Regions from separate parts of the Ovis aries genome. Here regions 1 and 3 are each linked to region 2. A link is a contact called in public Hi-C data. All regions are on one chromosome and are shown on one strand. Each heading gives the region's core, a stretch centred on a gene start, on an enhancer-like site or on the middle of the called end of the contact. The rest is flanking DNA. Distances are from core to core; before and after follow the strand shown. Region 1 holds the start of CAPZB (capping actin protein of muscle Z-line subunit beta). Region 2 overlaps NBL1 (NBL1, DAN family BMP antagonist). Region 3 overlaps CAPZB (capping actin protein of muscle Z-line subunit beta).

Region 1 (3,118 bases), core at 423-2,922, 130 kb before region 2:
CATCCAGGAGGTCTGGAGTTATTTTAGGGATCAAGGCAGTGTCATCTGGGGTAAATATGGAATGCAACGTCTGTTCTTTTAATAATCATCCCCTTCTTTTGTGAGGCTGAAGGAAGGCCTGGGACATCAGACATTTGGGCCGAAAGCAGCGCTGACCTAGTGCCTTCAGGGCTCGGGAGAAAACTCGGCCAAAGGAATGGAAATAACGGTTCATAACAGATGCTGGAACGATTCCTCTCACACCCCTGGCCTCTGAGACTCTCCTGAGCCTGATGTGGAGTCCAAGGGTGGAACAAGGGTGATGTTCTCGGGATGGGCTGGCCCGGTAGAGAGGCAGAGAGGGGGTCCCCAGGGAGCTGAGCTTAGCTGTCTGCCCCGACCTTGATTCCTGGGCCAGAGGGGGTGGAGGACACAGCCTGTCTCTGGGGCATCACCATCTGCTGTGGATGACATCGGCCACTCCCACCCTCATGGTCTTCTCTTTGAACCCCTGACTCAGCGAGCCTCAGTCCAAAAAGCAGAACTAGCTATTTTTGCATCAAAAAAAAAAAAGAAAAAAGTCAGGCAATACACTTGCTGAACTCCTTCCTGACCCTGAAACTCTTACTCTTTGCACTTAACCCCTTGTTCTTCCCTTGTTCTCTTTGCTCTCTTCTCAGCTGTTAGATTGCGAGGTGGTGTCACTATTGGTAAAGAACCCGCCTGCCAATGCAGGAGACTTAAGAGACCTGGGTTCAATTCCTGGGTCGGGAAGATCCCCCTGGAGAAGGAAATGGCAACCCACTCCAGTGTTCTTGCCAGGAGAATCCCCATGGACAGAGGAGCCTGGTGGGTTATGATGGAGTTGCAGAGTCAGACATGACTGAAGCGACTTAGCATGCATGTACTCGTATTTGGGGGGCTTCCGTCGGGGCTCAGCGGGTAAAGAACCTGCCTGCCAATGCAGGAGACATGGGTTTTGATCCCTGGATCTGGAAGATTCGCTGGAGAAGGAAATGGAACCCACTCCAGTATTCTTGCCTCGGGAAATCCCATGGACAGAGAAATCTGATGGGCTACAGTCCATGGGGTTGCAAAAGAGTCCGTCCTGACCTACTGGCTAAACACCGCGGCCACCACCCTCATCCTTAGCGAAGATCTTCAGAGGAAAGGGCTGTTCTGTGGTCGTGGAGGCTGGCACACAAAAGGTTCTCCCTAAGAGTCAGCTGATGGCACGTGAATCCAAAACCCCGTGCCTACCCTGATGTGGAGGTTTCTGAAATGATGGCTGTTTGTTTATTCACTTGTTCAACCAATGTTCATTCAGCACCTCCTGAGAAGCCGAACTTCTGCTGGGGACCGGCGCTACAGGGACCAAAAAGACCCCAGGGCTCTGTTCTTATGGAGATGATGCTCTTGTAGACCTCAGTATCTGAGTGGTGAACACAGCTGTCATCACAGAGCCTTCTCTGGCCATTGGATATAAAATCCCCCTTCCCTGTTTTATTCTGCTTCCCAGAACTTAGCATCACAAGGCATAATATATACTTGTTTGTGTGGAGTGGGTTTTTTTTTGGCTGTGCCATGGAGCTGGTGGGAGCTCCCTGAACAGGGATGGAACCCTGCCCCCTCCCGACCACCAGACCAGCCGGGAAGTCCCTACTTGTCTGTTTTGGTCAGCCTTGCACACAAAAAGGAGTGCTCTTTGAGGGCCATTTGTCCATGGCGTTCACTGCTGAGTCCCTATAACGATGGCTAGCACGCAGTAGGCACTCGACATATATATTTCAAATCAGTTTGTTCAATGTACTCTGCAACTCTCTAGAAGACCTTTGCAGCAAAACTCTCCAGGGAGCGCGTTAAGAAGAGCCCCAGGACTTCCCTGGCGGTCTGGTGGTTAAGATTCTGTGCTTTCAAAGCAGGGGGCGTAGGTTCAACTTCCCTCAGTCAGTCGGGAAAAGAAGATCCCACGTGCTGCCCAGCATGGCCAAAAAAAAAAAAAGAAAGAACTCCAGAGGGTCAGCACGACAGATTACGACCATCCAGAGCTTTACGGAGTGCAAAGCAGGGAGGTGCGCTGGGCTGAGCACGAACCCTCATCTCTCAGGGGTCTGGTTTACTCCTTGTAAAGTGGACATAACGTTGCCGGCCTTCGGGGACCATTTGTCCACTGGAAAAGGGAATGGGTGTGAACCGCCCCGCCCCACCCCCCGGGACCTGGCGCTTCACGCTTGAAGGCTGAGCACTGCGGTTTCTTTATTACTGGAGCTTCTCAATTTCATGTGGACTTTATTACTATCATCCCTGTTTTAACCCACAAGGAAAACCCAGCTCACAGGGTCTTAGGAGTTTGCTCACACAGGCTCAGGCAGGACCAGAGCACCCCAGAGGGACAGAACCCCGCGCACAGCGCCTCGCCTGTGGCCGCAGGGCAGCCGGCTCTGGCAGCGTCGCCTCCTGCGCGCCCTCCTCTCTGCTCCTCCGCCTCCGTTTGCCATTCCTCGTTCTCAGTGCGCCACCCCACCCACCGCTGTGGGAAAAGGAGAGCTGTGGAGAGAAGCAAGCCAAAGGGGAAGTTTGTGCAGTTGGTTAGGAAGCGAAAGTCGCTCAGTCGTGTCCGATTCTTTGCAACCCCGTGGACTATGCAGTCCATGGAATTCTCCAGGCCAGAATCCTGGAGTGGGTAACCTGTCTCTTCTCCAGGGGATCTTCCCAACCCACCGATCGAACCCGGGTCTCCCGCGTTGCAGGTGGACTTTTTACCAGCTGTGCTATCAGGGAAGCCTAGTTCGTTAGTAGGTGAAAGGCAAATCCTCCTCGGCCCTCACCTTCCCACCCATTCTGCCGCTTCCCTCGGTGTTCCCCCCGCCCCCATTTCTAAGCTTTAGGATTCCTCTGCCTCCCAGCATCTAAGTTGATGGGGATTCTGGTTCAATCAGGTGGGATGGGCCATGAGACTCATTAGCATAAATCAGGATATTTCTTGCAATTGAGAGGTACTCAGATTAGAAACACTACTAGAAACTCAACTTTCTAAAACTGATTATAATTTTACAGGGACGTCCCTGGCAGCTCAGTGGTTAAGACTCTGTGCTCCCAATGCTGGGGTTGCGGGTTCAATCCCTGCTCCGGGAATTAA
Region 2 (3,325 bases), core at 721-3,220:
CAGCCAAAGGGGCCCAAGATTTCACAGTGACAGGGAGATGGTTAGCTTTCCCGATGCCGGAATGCTGGTAGCCACGCTGGTGACAGGAGGCGTGGCCCTGGAGGACCCACAGCAGTCCAGTGAGGAGGGGCTAGTGACTGCTCGGGACTCAGCCGGGTGCTTGGAAACGGGTTCAGTACGCACCACAGTCCATCGTCACACAGCATCACCACCACCCTTTTATACCCCACCCTTCTTAGTTGAAGAAAGTGAGGTCCAGAGATAAAGAGTAATCTGCTTGGGGCTTACCTGATGGCCCGGCGGCTGGGCCTCCGCACTCCTAATGCAGCGGGCAGGGTTTGGTCCCCGGTCAGGAACTAGATCCCCCACGCTGCTGCAATGACCGAAGATCCCGCACGCCCCAGCTCAGACCGGGCCAGCCAGATACATACATGAAGGTTAAAAGTAGCTCTTGAAAGCCCCTTGGATGGCAAGGAGATCCAGCCAGTCCATCCTAAAGGAGCTCAGTCCTGGGTGCTCACCGGAGGAATGATGCTGAAGCTGAAACTCCAATACTTTGGCCACATGCTTGTGAAAATCTGACTCATTTGAAAAGACCGTGATGCTGGGAAAGATTGAAGGCAGGAGGAGAAGGGGACGACAGAGGATGAGATGGTTGGATGGCATCATCGACTCAATGGACATGAGTTTGAGTAAACTCTGGGAGTTGGCGATGGACAGGGAGGCCTGGCGTGCTGTGTCCATGGGGTCGCAAAGAGTTGGACACGACTGAGCGACGGAACTGAACTGACTGAAAAGTAACTTACTTTAAAGCTACAAAGCAAGTTATAAAGATGACTAACACATATGCAATGTGTATTATCTGCTGGTCTCTCTGCTCAGAGCTTTTCATGAAATACCTTATTTAATCTCCACGATACATATCCGATGCTCGCAATATTAGCAGCCCCAGGTCTGAGTTTCCTACAGGAGAAATAACTTGTCCAAGGTTGTGCTTGGCTAGGAAGCGGTAGAGATAGGGCTTGAACCCAGGGAGTCAGGGGTCACACCTGTAACACCACTGCCGCCGCCCTCTGCCCAGCCTCCCGGGCCCTGCCGGCCTCACCTGCGGTCTGTGCTCAGTCCTAGGGCTCCAGAGGCCGTGGGCACGATGCTGCGGGTCCTGGTGGGGGCTGTCCTGCCCGTCATGGTGCTGGCTGCACCTCCGCCCATCAACAAGCTGGCCCTGTTCCCGGATAAGAGCGCCTGGTGTGAGGCGAAGAACATCACCCAGATCGTGGGCCACAGTGGCTGTGAGGCGAAGTCCATCCAGAACAGGTGGGATCCCGGGGGGCGGTGGCTGGGTGGGGTCCGTGCAGGGGCCCAGAGCGGAGGAAGGAGACGGGCTGCCCGTGCCTGGTGCCGCCGCAGCGACGCGGACAGCGGTCTCCTCTCGCAGGGCCTGCCTGGGACAGTGCTTCAGCTACAGCGTCCCCAACACCTTCCCGCAGTCGACGGAGTCCTTGGTGCACTGTGATTCCTGCATGCCGGCCCAGTCCATGTGGGAGATCGTGAGTACAGCCCGCCCGGCCCGGCCTCCCCGAGCCTGGGCCCCGCGGGTGCGGGGCCGCTGCTGGGGGCACGCGCGGTCCTTGCCGCCTGGGGGTTCGCACGTCTGACGACAGCACCTGCAGGAAACGAGCTCTTTCTGAAGCTTGCTTCTGACATCAGCTGCTTGTTGAAATGCTCTCGGAGGCGTCCCACCGTTAGAGAATGAGACCCAGATCTCCGCCGTGCCCCTTAAGGCCCATCCACAAGCCATGCCCTGGCTCGCCAGCCTTCCAAGCTTCATCCTGCCTCTCTCACCTTCTGTACCAGCTTGACCCTTGACACCAACCCACCTGCTTTTGGTCTCTCATACCTACTTGGCTTGCGATCACCACATGGCCTTTGCACCTGCCCTTTGCATCCAGGAAGCAGTGTCTGGGCTTAGATCCAGAGGTTCAGGGGAAGTTAATTGGGCAAAGTCTGGGGCAGCGGGGAGCGGGGTGGGTGCGTAAGGCCCTCCCAGGCAGAGGGAACGGCTTATGCAAAATCTCAGGCAGATGAGGCAGCAGGGAGCTGGCAGAAGGGGGGCAAGGTCGAGGGCGGGAGTGGGGGGTCTGCGGCAGGCAGCCTGTGAGGAGTCAGGGGCTCTGGGTGAGGGCAGTGGGAGCCCTGGGGGCCAGTTCAGGCAGGGCGGGCCGTTTGGGGGTCTCCTGGCTGCCTGGCGCTGGGGAGGAAGGTGGCAGGATGTGGGAAGACAGGCCAGGAGGCTCCTGCAGGGACTCACCCCTTCGTCTCCCCCGACTGTGCCCAGGTGCCCCAGGGCGGGGGGGCTCAGGCTCCTGGGGTCTCTGGTGATTCTTGGCACTGTGATGCGGGTTGCCCTCGGGGCCTCCCTGCCTGCCCCAGGCCCTTGGAAACGCCTCTCCTCTTCCATCTGCCCTGCCCAGGTGACCTTGGAGTGCCCCGGCCATGAGGAGGTGCCCCGGGTGGACAAGCTGGTGGAGAAGATTCTGCACTGCAGCTGCCAGGCCTGTGGCAAGGAGCCCAGCCACGAGGGGCTGAGCGTCTACGTGCAGGGCGAGGACGCGCAGGGGGCCCAGCCCGGCGCCCACCCCCACCCCCACCCCGGGGGGCAGGCCCCCGAGCCCGAGGACCCCCCCGGGGCCCCCCACGCCGAGGAAGAGGGGGCTGAGGACTGAGGCCCCCGAGTCTCCCTCCCCTCCCACTCCCTGTGGAATGTGGGGGTCTCGCCCTCCCGGGGAAGAGTTAGGGGGAGAGGCTGAAGCCCCCCTTTGGCACTGGATGGACTTGGATTCAGACTTGGACTTGGAAGGCTTCCCGGTTGTCATGGAGATCTGAAGGGGGTGGGGCTGGGGCCAAGCTGCACAATTTAATATATTCCAGAGTCGGGGGCAGGGGCAGAGATCTTCAGGGCTCTTTTTCGGGGCGAGGGGAGCTCTCTTCCTGACCGCCTCTGAGATGTGTGCCCTTGTTTGGGAGGGAGAGGGGTCGCTAGCTAGGCTGCTGAGTTGGCGAGGCATTCCAAACTGTGCCAAGGCCCACTGCCCCCCACCCCCAGAGCAACATCTCCTGGTGGCACTGAGGTGCCCTCCCGTGGTTGGGAGTCAGGCCTGGGCAGGCCCCCGCTGACTCCTGGCCCTGGAGCGGGGAGCCAGGCTCACTGGCTTCTTCGGCTTCCTTGGGGGTGATGCGAGGCAGGGGTGGCAGGACCTTCTGGGCCGGGAGGAGGGGATGACCCCCTCCATCAGACAGCACCCCTCCCTCCTCCCTCCCTCCC
Region 3 (3,245 bases), core at 571-3,070, 220 kb before region 2:
TCTCCACAGAACCAGCCTTCGGGGCGGGGCAGGCTACAGACTCACAGAGCTGAGGGAAGTCGGTGCCTCTTCTGCCAGCAGAGGGGGCCCGGAAAGCAGTGACATCAACTCAAGGGTGTCCACGGGGATGCTCTTTTAGTTCTGGGTGACAGAGCCCAGGTGCTCAGCCTGAGACCAGCCAGCTGCCGCTTCAGAGGGGGAGCCGGAGACCCCTGCAGGTCACAGGGCAAGCTGGCGGCCCCCGAAGGCACAGCGCAGGCCCTGACGGCCAACAGGGCTGCTCCACGGCGTGGCGCTGCCTCCCGCCCACCGAACGAGCTCCACGACCAGGAGAGCCAGGATTTGCAGAAGTGCCAAACGCCACGCGCAGGGCCGCTGCCCGAAAGGACCCAGATCCAGGCCATCTCCCACGCTGGAGAAGGGCACGGCAACCCACTCCAGTGCTTGTGCCTGGAGAATCCCACAGACAGAAGAGCCTGGCGGGCTACAGTCCACGGGGCCGCAAAGAGCCGGACACGGCTGAGCGACTGAGTATATGTCTCGCACGCACGCCACGAGCCCTCCAGGAGACCAGTGTTCTCCACGCTGGAGTGCGTGACGGTAAGTTAGAGGGATGGTGGGCTAAAGGAGAGAGGGCTCTTCTTTTTCCAACTGTAGGACTTCTCAGAATTTTAAATGTGGCAATATGGGGAGAAGCTTCTAGAAGGTAATTAAGAGTACGCCACGTTTCTCCAACTGCTCGTTGTCTTTGTTCCTCAAGAGACTCAACACCAAAGGGCGCTGAGCAATGTCACGAAAGCTGGGGCAGGCGTAAGTTGCACCATGCCCTGAGCAGAAGAAGGCTCAGCGGGGCAGGGGCCTTCCCAGCCAGCTCATCTCGTCTTGTCTGCAGACAAGGTCTCTGCCCCGCCTCCTCTGTGGCATCTCGCTGTCCCTGTGTTCTCACTGCTGGGGGCAACAGGGCGCAGCAGTGCAGGACCCTGGGCTGCCTGGGCTCACAGCCTCGCTCCTCGGTTACCACAAACTGCCGAAGCCCCTGCTGCTGCTTCTCCCAGGTGGGGACGGAACAGCCTCAGAAGAGGTTTTCTGAAAAGTTAAGGAGATACATTCCCTGCCAGAAGCTACAAGCTATCTTTGAGTTTGTTCTCTGCCTTTTAACTTCACTTTGTTGAAACTTTAAAATTAAATTTGCACGTTTCAAGCCCATCACACTGGCATGAGCTTCCGTGCCTGGTGAAGGCCTTCCCCCCAACTCCCAACATCAGTATCACTGCTGTTCTCCACCCCCCGGTTCCCTTGTGTTCATGTAATACTGGTTCCTTAGTCCATCAGGAGTGTGAGGACGCGCTGCGAAAGATATTTAGCTTCTTTTCCTTCACAACTATTAGCTGTTTCAGCAATTTTATTGAACGATCAACTTGTTTCTCGCAGTGAAGCGTGACTATCGCTTGTAACACACCCTAAGTCCCTACATCCCGGGGCCTGTGCTGAGCGGTGGGCCGCCTGTGCTCTGGCCTTGCTGCCCCCCGAGGGCAGCCCACTCCAGAGCGCCACGCTGTCCCGCTGTCACCAGTGGGATCTTGCCCTCCCACCCCCTGGCGTCATTTGCACTCTAAGCGGTTTACGCCAGCGTGGACTTTGGTACCTTCGATTTAAAGGCAGTCGCTTTACTGACCTGTCCCTTTAGTTCCTGCAGGGCAAGAGTCTGCTTTTCCTAAAACGTTTAGGCCTGCTTTAGTAGCTTAGAGAACAGGGCCACACTGCTCGGGTTTCGACAGGATGCCTTTCTAAGGGGCGCTCTGTCTGCAGCGCGCACAATGCTGTGTGTGTGTGTGTGTGTGTGTGTGTGTGTGTGCGCGCGCGCACAGGACGCCTTTCTAAGGGGCGCTCTGTCTGCAGCGCGCACAATGCTGTGCGTGTGTGTGTGTGTGTGTGTGTGTGTGTGTGCGCGCGCACGCGCGCACAGGACGCCTTTCTAAGGGGCGCTCTGTCTGCAGTGCGCACAATGCTGTGTGTGTGTGCGCACGCGCCGGGGTGGGGGCGTCTGCTATAAACGTGTTCACCTTGGCACAGCTGTGTGTATGTGTGTGTGTTGGGGTGGGGGCATATCCTAAGAAGCATTCACCCTGGCACAGCTCTGTGTGTGTGTATGTTGGAGTGGGAGTGTCTCCTAAGAAGTGTCCACCTTGGCGCAGCTGTGTGTATGTCTGTGTGTGTAGAGGTGGGGGCATCTCCTAAGAAGCGTTCACCTTGGCACAGCTGTGTGTGTGGGTCTATCTGTGTGTGTATCTGTGTGTGGTGTGTGCCAGGATGGGGCCGTCTAAGAAGTGTCCACCTTAGCACAGCTGTGTGTGTGTGTGTGTGTGTATCTGTGTGTGTGTGGTGATGAGGGGATCTCCTATAGAAGCGTCCACCTTGGTGCAGTGGGCCCCACAGCCAGCCCAGGCAGAATGGGGCAGCACTTTCCTTGCTCATCCCAGTCTGAAGGGGCTTCACAGCAGAAGATAGATTCTAAGGGTCTTTTTTTCCTGAGGTCCTTATACGTTCCATGGTGTCCATCTGCCCCCATCACAAGTAACTTTTCTAGTTTCACTGTAGGAGATGGTCTGGCCTTAGGAGGACATGTCAGAAACGATCTGTTTTCCTTGTTAAAGGCAGCAGTTCAATGGACAACACACCAGAATCAACAGCGGGGCCTGGCTCTGCCCTCCCCTCGGTCGCGGCTCAGGCCCGGGGCTCACGGGTGCTGGGACAGCCTCGGTTTCGTCTGTAAAAGCGGTCCCTCCCACCTGCCTCACAGAGCGGCCGTGGAAACGAAACGCGGTAACGGGGGAGACCTGTTAACAGCGAGGCCCTTCCACCAGCTCCTGACACTTGACGGACCTCCACTGTGGCGAGTCATTTTCCTCTGTCATCGCTGAAAAAGGTCTTATGACGAATGACAAGAGGGGGGTCAGATTCTCAATCTGAGACCAAACCAAAAAGTTTCCATCTTGCCCTTTATGGTCTAACAGAAGCATACTACTCGGAGGCTGACACCAAAGCAGACGGGAGGTCCCTAACTTTCAAGTCGCCGAGCTCGGAGAATTCCAAGCCCGCGGACACAGTGGTAACCTCCTCGGCTGCTCCAGAATGCTCGGGACGCGTCCCTGGAGTCGGCTCCTGGCAGACCCCTCTGCTCCCTGTGAGCACACCCACAGCACAGCACGGGGCCTTGTGCTCTTCTCCTTTAATTGGTTTCAAGT

Evidence for each region. Hi-C and Micro-C count contacts between places; a contact is called where the count stands out from the background.
Region 1: a contact with region 2 is called in a Hi-C map of liver, with 4 times the contacts expected there. The contact joins the promoter of CAPZB here to the enhancer-like site in region 2. A contact is called at or near these places in 7 of 16 Hi-C or Micro-C datasets (hypothalamus, liver, mixed tissues and 3 more).
Region 3: a contact with region 2 is called in a Hi-C map of liver, with 3 times the contacts expected there. The contact joins two enhancer-like sites. A contact is called at or near these places in 8 of 16 Hi-C or Micro-C datasets (blood, hypothalamus, liver and 4 more).

The regions. Positions count from the first base shown.
Region 1 is chr2:246,876,714-246,879,831 of ARS-UI_Ramb_v3.0, reverse strand. CAPZB (capping actin protein of muscle Z-line subunit beta) reads right to left here and starts at 1,672. Exons shown (of 9, transcript XM_027965602.3): 1 at 1-1,672.
Region 2 is chr2:246,742,301-246,745,625 of ARS-UI_Ramb_v3.0, reverse strand. NBL1 (NBL1, DAN family BMP antagonist) reads left to right here. Exons shown (of 5, transcript XM_060411486.1): 3 at 1,123-1,317; 4 at 1,439-1,550; 5 at 2,475-3,325. The coding sequence starts at 1,151. The coding sequence ends at 2,726. Among named protein-coding and RNA genes, the nearest start is that of HTR6, 11 kb to the right of the region's middle. Within about 2 kb of position 1,970, at least 3 of the 54 cell types and tissues checked have an H3K27ac peak or open chromatin away from gene starts, as enhancers often do. A contact at or near this core is called in liver, where this site is marked.
Region 3 is chr2:246,967,171-246,970,415 of ARS-UI_Ramb_v3.0, reverse strand. The region is part of intron 2 of CAPZB (capping actin protein of muscle Z-line subunit beta); the gene reads right to left. Among named protein-coding and RNA genes, the nearest start is that of SLC66A1, 85 kb to the left of the region's middle. Within about 2 kb of position 1,820, at least 3 of the 54 cell types and tissues checked have an H3K27ac peak or open chromatin away from gene starts, as enhancers often do. A contact at or near this core is called in liver, where this site is marked.